2 separate regions of the Sus scrofa genome follow, and region 1 is linked to region 2. Evidence: chromatin contacts called from public Hi-C data. All regions are on one chromosome and are shown on one strand. Each heading gives the region's core, a stretch centred on a gene start, on an enhancer-like site or on the middle of the called end of the contact. The rest is flanking DNA. Distances are from core to core; before and after follow the strand shown. Region 1 holds the start of FGF1 (fibroblast growth factor 1). Region 2 overlaps FGF1 (fibroblast growth factor 1).

Region 1 (4,763 bases), core at 1,179-3,678, 100 kb before region 2:
AGGTTTTGCAGTATCTTTTGCCTCCACCCATCAGATGCCTTGAGCACAACCCCAGTCGCAGCAACCAAAATTGTCTCCAGAAACTGCCAAATGTCTTCTGGGGAAAGGGGGTTCCCACTGATGTATAATACGGACTGTATTTGTGCAAAGGCAAAGGGCCTTTCTAAAAACAACCGATGCTGCAAAGATTGATCCTGCTTTTTCCCCGCCCTGCCCCATTAAAATGGCCTTTCTTCCTGGGTCTCCACAGTCCTTTCAAACAGATAAGGAGGTACCTTTTTCAAGGTTAAGACCTCATTCCTGACCTCCCCACAGTGTGTTGGGTCAGCCCAAGACAATGCCTGACACATAGAAACTCAGTGGGTGTTGGTTGGATATATGGATGGATGCATGGATGGATGGATGGATGGATAAGAGCCGATGATCAGTCAACAAGAGGCACTCCAGGAGCAAGAGTCTTTGCCCCTCCTGAACCTTCTAAAACCATTTTGAAAAATAATGTTACTCATACTCGCATTTAAAAATTGATCTTAAATATTCACTCCAAAGTTCACATAGATTCAAGATAATAGCTTCCCATATACTGTAAATATTGGAAATAAAAAATTAAGCTGTGGCATCATTCTTTAAATGTATCTACTAATCTGTTACTCTTATTACCTTTTCTTTCTTTCTTCTTCTTTTTTTTTTAGGGCCTCACCCACAGCATATGGAGGTTCCCAGGCTAGGTGTCGAATCAGAGCTGTAGCTGCCGGCCTGCACCACAGCCACAACAACGTGGGATCCGAGCTGCATCTGCGACCTACACCACAGCTGACAGCAACGTCAGATCCTTAAGCCACTGAGTGAGGCCAGGGATCGAACCTGCGTCCTTGTGGATGCTGGTCAGATTTGTTTCTGTTGTGCCATGAGAGGAACTCCCATCATTACTGCCTCTAATATCCTCTACAGTTTGCTTTCACAGTGCTCTCCCTCAAATTCAAGGGACAGAAGAGACAAAGTTGTTAAATAAAAACTGCCTTAGTTATTGAGGGAAGCTGAATTCAATTATTAAAGGAAGCTTCCAGTTTGAGAATGTGAACTTAGAGGTTTCTATATTTGAGGCAAAGGTTCCTTAGGTTTGTGAAGAGTGAGGGGGATGCTTTCCAGTAGGGGAAGGATTATTAGGAACACAGGCATGTTCTCAGGCAAGCCAGTTTTATGAAAAAGTACCTAAAGAAACGGGGAACCTGGAAAGTGGTTCTCTAAAAATAACCCCCCCCACCCCGGGTGCCCATTGGAAAGTCTTGAAAACCACCATCCTGGGGCGAATCATGCTAGTGGCCAGCAGAGGGCAGTGTTGGACAAGCTGTTAGGCTCCATCTCCCTGGCTCCTCCCCAGGGCAGTAGACAGAAAGGGCAATTTCCCCTGGAGGCAGTGGCGAGCCCAGCCTGGGCGGCCCAGCCCAGTCTTCTCTGGTGTGTGTGTTTGCACAGTGAATTATTCATAGGAAACTGGCTTCATGGAGACTGGAGGCCAGAGACTCTCCATCCTGTACCAAGAATCAGGGCCTGGGACTGGACACAGATGAAAACCCTTATTCTTTTTCCCCTTCAAGAAACTGTGTTTGGGGGAAGAAATTGAAGAGTGACGTCATGGGTATGAATCAACCATGGACGTTTTTGTTTTTCTTCTTAAAGAAATGAAAACAACAGTGAAGTCTCAATAATTTATAGCTTCAGGAGACAGGGAGCAAAGTGGCAGCAAGCTGCCGCTCTGCGAGCTCACCCTCCCTGGCCTCTGCCCCTCTGGCAGAGCTGTCAGGGCTCTAGAAACAACCATGCTGATGGCGCGAAGAGGAGGATGGGCAGGTGGCATTTTGTCAGGCAGGAGGGCTTCCCAGCTTCCCAGGCAGGTCTGGAGAGGAAGGATCAGAGGTGAAAATCCAAGTTCCTTAAATATTTAAAGTTTTACAAGCTTAGGAGTTAAAAGCAGAAACAGCCAGGGGAAACAGCCAGCATCTCTGTGATTCAGGGTTCGAGCCTGACTCGTCACATGCTCACACCCCCCGCCCGAGGTTGCTAAGAGGGGCTCTTATGTCTGCAGCCAGAAGTGTGTTGACGGTAGGAATGCAGTACAAAGCAGTGACTTTGCTCATGACACATATCCTTCCTGAATCCTCAAAGGGTGGGGATGAGCTGGTGGAAATAAAGTTAGGAATCTGAACTAGCTGCTCGGATATACTAAAAGTGACCTGGGGAGAAAGACCCTCTGGCTGCCCTTCCGCCTTGCACAGGGAAAGGTAACCGGGCCGGTTCCAAAAGTGGCTCGGAGACAGCTTGGATGGGACATCTGTCCTTTCATCTGGCATCTATCCAGCCCCCAAATAGCTTCTGTGTTTGGTCCAAAAATAAAATCACATGAGAGGGGGGAGAAATAAATGCACAAGGACTTGCCCTTGGACTTTCTGTGAGTGCCCCAGCCACCCTGGTCAGGGCCCTGGGAGCGTGGCCTCACCATACACTCCCCTGCCTCCCTCTCGGGGCTCCCCAAGGCTGGGGAACCAACGACCTGGATCAGGGCGGGCGTGGGCTGCCGTCTGCAGGCAGCCCCTTCTCTGGGGCCCCCTCGAGCCCCAGTCACAGCAGTGAGGGAGCGGGAGAGAGAGGACCGCAGACCCAGCCGCCCGCACTCCAGGGAAAAAGGGCATCGCCTCCTTTGGTGAAGGACACTCCCTGCTGATGGAGGATGGGAAATCCCTTCCTCCTGCCGCAGCCCAGCTGGCCTGCAGTGGACCTGCTAGGACAGTGTGGACCTTGTAGGCTGTCGCAGCTGCCGTCGCCCCAGAGAGAAAGCGCCCCAGAGCCAAAGCTCCAAGGTGAGTGCGCCTGTTTCTCCAGGGGGCTCAGATTGCGGTGGACGTTCTGCCTGGCTTCAGGCTTATGCTCAGCATGCATGCTCTCCACACGCCCCTTCTCCCTCTTCTCCTCCCTGATCTGAGTCCGTGGCGGGGGTGAGTCTATGTGATGGATGCTGGGGTAAAACATTCCTGCACTCTCCTCTCTCACTCGGAGGCCAGCCTGCTTCCAGAAAGAACTGGGTGAGTCTAATGCTTAGCAGGGAAGCAGGAAGGGGTTCCTACCAAGTGAATTATCTTTGCTGAGATCCAAGAAGACATTTCTCCGAAGAACCATTAGACAGATTCCATTACAGTCACGTTAATGTCTAGCTTTGAAAAGCTCTGCCTCAAATAGGAAATAAACAAAAGGATGCCAGCTGAACCCTTGTCATTGGGCAAAAAGGAGAAAATGCAAATGTGGTCTGCAGAGCTTCCTCCCCCGCCTCTTACCCTATCTCTTCCTGATGTCTTGGAACCCTGCAAAATATTCTTAACAGATCCAAGAATTCATTTCTTTGGTTGTGAACAAGAAGGAATACATCAAGGGTTTGGGAAGAACTGCTCTGAAAGCAGAGCCCAGGGACAAAGAAGAAGGGAGAAATTTTGTGGAGCCATGGTTTCTTCCTTCTCTAGTCTCTGCCTCCCAAGCCTGGGACAGGTGCCTGCACCGCTTCTGGGATACGGGCTAAAGTCTCCATCACTTGGGCACATGCACTGTTTTTCCGAGACACGCACCGCCCCTCACTAGGGACCACAAATAGCTATGCTGAGGGTAAACCAATAAAATGTTGGTAGGAACAAGGTACCTCCTTGACTATGTCAAGATTCTTTTAGGGACAATGGACTGAAATCCAGTTGGAAGAGACTTAGGCAACTGGCAAGGCCAGGGGTTTGGGAAGGTGGGGTCCAGGTGCCTAGGCAATGGCACCCTGAATCTGTCTCTCTGCATTTGTTGGCTCTGTGTCCCTGCGTCATTCTGTTCCCCGGGAGGCTCACCTATCCTGGGGGCAGGGTGGCGGCCAGCCGCTCCAGGCTGCACCCTGGGGGCACAGCCCCCCTTCAAGAACGGTGCTCCCCTTCCCTGCAGTTCTAGCTAGACTCTCAGGGTCACGTTTCACAGAGCCAGTGTGGGTACTGCACCCAGCCCTGCCATGGGGTCTGGTCATCTCCACCCCAAAGCACATGCCCTGAGAGTGATGACGGGCGGGGGTCCCCAAAGACAATCGAGGGGGCTGGCTGCAGGACTGCCGAGGTCCCTGCTTACCATTTTCTGCTGCGTTTTTGGTGGGCTGTCTGGATGAAGAGCCAAAACTCCTCCAACATAACTCCTCCTCCTTCCTCCCTCTTTCCGTCCACAAAAATGTCTTAGTGACAGAAAGTCTCATAGGGCACGTGACTGTCTACTGAACAGGTGCCTGGCAGACCCCATGGCCTGTCTTTCCTAGGGACCCTGAGAGTGGGAAAGACACCAGAAGGTTTGTCTCTGGCTCAGTCCCCAGACTGCTCCCCATGCCTACACCCACCGGGCCCCCCCCCCCGCCCGTGCTCCCATGGGTGTCCCCTTTCCCTCCCGCCCCTGCCCGCTGCTGTCTCCCTCTGCTCTGTGATGTGAACCCTCCAGCCTTTATGGGCTGGACTCCTCTGGCCCCTCCAGTCTCTCCTGCCCTCTCCACTCCTGAACCCGGACAGCCCTGCCCCCAGCACCACAGTTCCCTCTGATGCCTTGTTGCCCTCCCAACCTGAATTTTACATTCCTGGGGACAATGAAGTTCCATCCCCAGCCCTCTCTGTGGCATCTGATACATGTCAGGGGTTCCCAACCACTTAAAAAAAATCAGCCTCCCTAAATAGCTTAGAGAGGATGGCTGGAGTATGTGAGATCCT
Region 2 (4,855 bases), core at 891-3,390:
AAGATCCTGAGGCAGAGCAGGGCTCGGTGTGTGCAGGTGGGGGTAGAGCAGTGACTCAGTGAGCAAGTGGGGTGACCCTTCTGGCCTGTGCCCTCATGACTACCTCCTGGTGCTCCCTGGAGTTAGGAGGATGGGCGGGAAAGGAGGTGGTGGCTTCCAGTTTTCCTCTTGTGAGTTAAATTGACTCCACCTCCCAGAGGAAGCCAGAGGAGGCCCTGAGTCTCCACAGCAAAGACTTCCAAGGACAAGAGAACTGCATCTTCAGTAAGGGTGATGGAACCATGTGTCACCCTTGCAATGAATCAGAAGATATGGAAAACAGAGGGAAATGAGAAGATGCAGGGCGATTAATAAGGAAGTGGTTACACGATTAAGGTGCTGCCACATAATGGAGCATAACTCAATGGGCAAAAAGCAGGAGGGTAACTCCTGCAGTACCTAAGTAGAAAGATTTCTAGTGTATTGTTAGGCAAAAAACACAAGATACAGAGCTGAATGGTAGCTTAACCATTGGTGCAGGAAACAAATGGCAGGAGGGAGAAAACGTGCATTTCTCTGACATGCATAAAATCTCTCTAGAAGGACACACTCAAAATATGTGTAAGAGGAGTTTGCTCGTTAGGCTCTGTCCCCCTGGGAGAATGTTCCTGGAGGATGGGGAAGGGTCCCACCTGCCCTACATCCCTCCGGTGGGAGTGGGAACCTGGGAGAGGCAGGAGGAAGACATCCACTCCCTTCTCTTCTGTGTGTCCAAGTCTGAAACCTGAGAATATAGTTCTGATTCATAGAAATTAACAGAAAGCTAAAAACAAGGAAGAGCAATGAGGGGTCTGGAGGTGGTGGTGACAGCCCGGGGTTCCTTCCAGCACCCCTGCCTTGGCCTCTGATGACCTTGACCCTTACAGAGGTCAGTAGATTCCCAGAGAGCTACTGAGGGCTCGATAGATTTCACTCATCATCGCAATGGTTGAGACCAAAGCAATTGTTCCTAAGGGTCCGGAATGCATTTCAAAGCACAAACAGAAAGCCTCTAAGCGCCTCCCTCCAGAGCCCCTGAACAAATGAGCAATCATCAAGCTGGACTACAGTGAGGTACCCAGCAGAGGGCAAGGCACCCCAGGAGCATCAGTTGGTATAAACGGGAGGGGTAACTCAGAGTATCTCAGTCCTTGCCCTTGACCTCAACGTTTCCCAGCCTTGGCATGTGGATGTTTGAGCTGATGTTCTAAGTCCTTGTTGGGAAGGGCTTCCCTGGGCATCGCAGGAGGTTTAGCAGTCTTCTTGGTTTCTGCTCACAAGATGCCAGTAGCACCATCCGGCTCCAGACGGGACAACGCCACGTGTCTCTAGACATGGCTGTAGGGCAAAGTCGTCCCCAGGTGAGAACCAGTGTTCCCCTCCCAGGGAGCTGCTCTGTTCTCCCCCCTCAGAAGCCAGGCTCTCCCCTCTTCCAGTAGCCAGAGGGTTTGCCACAGAGGGTGGGAGTTGACTGACCTTCACGGTGGGTGAGCTTCCTGAGTTCCCTGGGTGCCAAGCAAGCGAACTTCCTGGGAACCTCCTCTATTTGGGACAATAACACTATCAGATTTTTACAAGTAACAGTGTCCACAGGAAGCTCCCACGCCAGGAAGGCCCGGGCCATAAAAGGGCACCCCCACCGGAGCAGGTTGATAACTGAGCTGAACACCCTCAGGCTGGCTGGCTGCCACGCTACAGTACCCCACCATCACCGTGGTGATGGAGCCAGGAGAGTAAATGCCATTTCCGCCCCCACCCATGCCCTGCCAAGTGCACTCAGGGTCATTTTGTACCAAAGAAGGTAGCCCAGTGGGGGCGCCTGCCCCCATCTCTCCTTCCCTTGAGAACACGATTCCCAGTAGACAGCTTTCTTTGGAGGGTGAAGAAAAAGGAACTGTGTTTCTGTGTTGTGATTAATTTGAGGCTCATCCTTGAGGGCTCTGTGAAATGAATGAGTAGAATTTTCCATGGCTCACTGTCCTGGCCGCCAGGCCCTATCGGCAAAAGCTTCGTGTTTATTTACTTTTGCTCATGTTATTTTTATTTCAGTTCAGCTGCAGCTCAGTGCGGAAAGCGTGGGGGAGGTGTATATAAAGAGTACGGAGACTGGCCAGTACTTGGCCATGGACACCAGCGGGCTTTTGTACGGCTCAGTAAGTATGAGGCTGACACGCTTCCAGATGCGGCCAAGGTTTGAGGTTTCCAGAAATCTTGTTACACTGAGTGATGCAAACTATAAAGCATCAATTAGTCTCTGTTTGTTATTTTTTCCAGCAGGATTCCCACCCTCCACCCTGCCTTATTTTAGGCACAAACATAAAAGAATTTCTTGCAGTTTTCTCTCAAAATACTCCAATGTATTATCACATAGACACAGGGAAAACATGGATTGAAATTTTAGTAACTTGTGTAGTCACTCGCTCCAGAATACCTGGTCCTGCTGCATTCATTCATTCCAAAAATGTTTCTTGAGCATCTATGGTAGGCTATATCGCTGTGTCTCTTAAGCTTTTTTACAAAAATTGCAGAGCCCAGATGCTGGCAGTTGATACGTTATGCATAAAACTGGGGAAATAAGCTTTTCATTCTGGAAGGGTCACCTAAAAGGATAAAACATTTAATAACTTCATTCAACCAAGATTGATCAAATATTTTCTGTGTCTGGATAGGCTTGGGTACCGAGGGGGTGCAGAGATGGAAAAGCCACATCGCTGCCCTTTGGAGAAGCAAAGTCTAAGAGTTTATTGGCTAAAGTCCTCCTTATCTCCTGTTGCATCCCTCTCCTAGTTAGTGCTTATCCGTGTTTGACTCAGTACATATTGATCTTGCCGAGAAAAGAGAGAATAGCAGCAATCTGATTTGGTCCCTATTGGTATCTCTGGGAAACTATTTGAATGGAAAGAGGGCTGAAGCCAATGGCCACAGGTTTTGAAATTATTTCTGGATTTTGATGATCCTTTCTCATAACTGAAAATTAAGGTTTCACCCAATCCTTTTCCTTCCATTCCTGAAGATGTCAAACAAAAGGCAGCCAGCGGGTGGGGGCGAGGGGGGGATTTTAGTCTGGGGCTCCCTTTAATTTCTGTTAAATTGCCAACTGAAGCTGTAACCTCAGCCAGAGGCTGAGATGTGAACACAGCTCATTGTTTTCACGTTGCCCACTAGGGCTCAGGAGACAGACCATCCGAGTAATGGGTAGCTTCTAGTAAGCTGTCTGCTGAAATAGCGATTGATTTGGACAACTTGAAAGGGTTTGGAACAAGGCATTGACTGCTACTAAGGGAGAAGATATTTTTTTTTAAGGCCTGGTCTTCTAGTCGATAATAAAATCAATAGACCAATCATTCAATCTCAGATGCGCCCTTAAATCTCACACCTCCGCCACTTGGGCAAGCTGCTCACCTACTCAGCCTTGTCTGAAACAGGGGCAGTAATCGGTGATAACAACCACATACTCACATACCCGAGAAGAGTCAGATAATGCCCAGAACCCGCCCACTGGCACAGCAGTGATAGCTACAGGCTAATCAGTTTACAAATTCCTAACCCTCATTATTTCTGAGCTTACATTTACAATCTTATGGTTTTTCCTCCTTTACATCAATTCCACCGTTTATTAAAACCTTCTCTTGCGTAAAAATCTGAGGGAGAACCCTCCCCCGATCTGATTTCCTCTAGGCTCCAGACCTCCCCCTTCTCCCACTATAGTCCTGGACAAGACTGCTGTGCCTGAAATATTCACAGGGTCATCTTAATATATGATGCTGAGTAATTTCATGTTCTCTCATCGATAAAGAGAATTTCTAAAACACCTCAGATATCTGCCTGATGCTCTTAACCAATTTAGGTATTCACCCATCCTGATGCAAATCTGTGTGTGTAGAAAGGACATATTTATTTTAAAAAATAAGTATGAAAGGCTCTAAAACATAAGATATCTTTATCTCTGGGAGTGGTGAATGGCTGATTTTATAATACATGAATGCCTTTCTGTATTTCCCAATTTCCTACAGTGGGCATCTGTCACCTATGTAACTGGGAAAAACATGCTAAATAGAAAGAAGAAAACAATTATAAAACAATAGGCACGAATCATCTTTAATCCCCAGGCCTGTGGCACCACACAAAGTGTATCGTAAGCGTTGACAAATCCTGGGTAAGAGACAGATGGAGCATCTCCAACCGGGCCTGCTGACTCAGCCTGTGACTCAGCCATTCTGTGTGTGTGTGTCAACCACTCTAGTGTCATAGACACCTCAGGTGGGGGATGTGGCCGTCCTCAGCTTCGTCACACACAGACCTGACACCCACTGAGGGGCGTCCTGGGGTGAGTCCTCCCTGCAGGAGAGTGGGCAGACCACACGGGTCCCAAACTCCCTGTCTCCTCCCCCCCCAACAATGAGCATCCAACAGTCATGTCTGGATAAGTTCCTCCAGAGGCAGCAGAGTCACCTAATTAAATATCACACCGATGCCCCATTTGCTCTAAAAGGATCTGAGTGTCTCACCCAGTTGTCACTGCATTAGCCTATGGATGAATAAGGAGCAGAATACTTCCTGTCGCATGGTTCCTTACTAATCAAAGTCCACTTTACCGAATGCTTTACGTGATCTCAAGAATCAAATTACATTCATTGCCTCGCCAGCGAGCACCTATTATCTGCAAGGCCCCGGGTCTAGGGGGTAGACACAGGCTGACAAGATTCCATCTCTTCCTTCAGGAGGGTTGACAGCCTAATGGACAAAACATGCCTACAAATAAAGAATAAACAAGAGGATTGGAAACCATGAGAAAGGGTGACACTAACCATTGCAGGTGAAGAGATAATATAGAGAT

What was found. Hi-C and Micro-C count contacts between places; a contact is called where the count stands out from the background.
Region 1: a contact with region 2 is called in a Hi-C map of embryonic fibroblasts, with 2.4 times the contacts expected there. The contact joins the promoter of FGF1 here to the enhancer-like site in region 2. A contact is called at or near these places in 3 of 5 promoter capture datasets (fetal skeletal muscle, liver and skeletal muscle), 21 of 47 Hi-C or Micro-C datasets (adipocytes, adipose tissue, alveolar macrophages and 13 more) and 1 of 2 datasets of contacts at active chromatin or transcription factors (skeletal muscle).

What each region holds. Positions count from the first base shown.
Region 1 is chr2:144,239,010-144,243,772 of Sscrofa11.1, reverse strand. FGF1 (fibroblast growth factor 1) reads left to right here and starts at 2,428. Exons shown (of 6, transcript XR_002341962.1): 1 at 2,428-2,858.
Region 2 is chr2:144,139,111-144,143,965 of Sscrofa11.1, reverse strand. It overlaps FGF1 (fibroblast growth factor 1), which reads left to right. Exons shown (of 6, transcript XR_002341962.1): 4 at 2,068-2,171. Among named protein-coding and RNA genes, the nearest start is that of FGF1, 100 kb to the left of the region's middle. Within about 2 kb of position 2,140, at least 25 of the 83 cell types and tissues checked have an H3K27ac peak or open chromatin away from gene starts, as enhancers often do. A contact at or near this core is called in adipose tissue, embryonic fibroblasts, fetal skeletal muscle and 2 more, where this site is marked.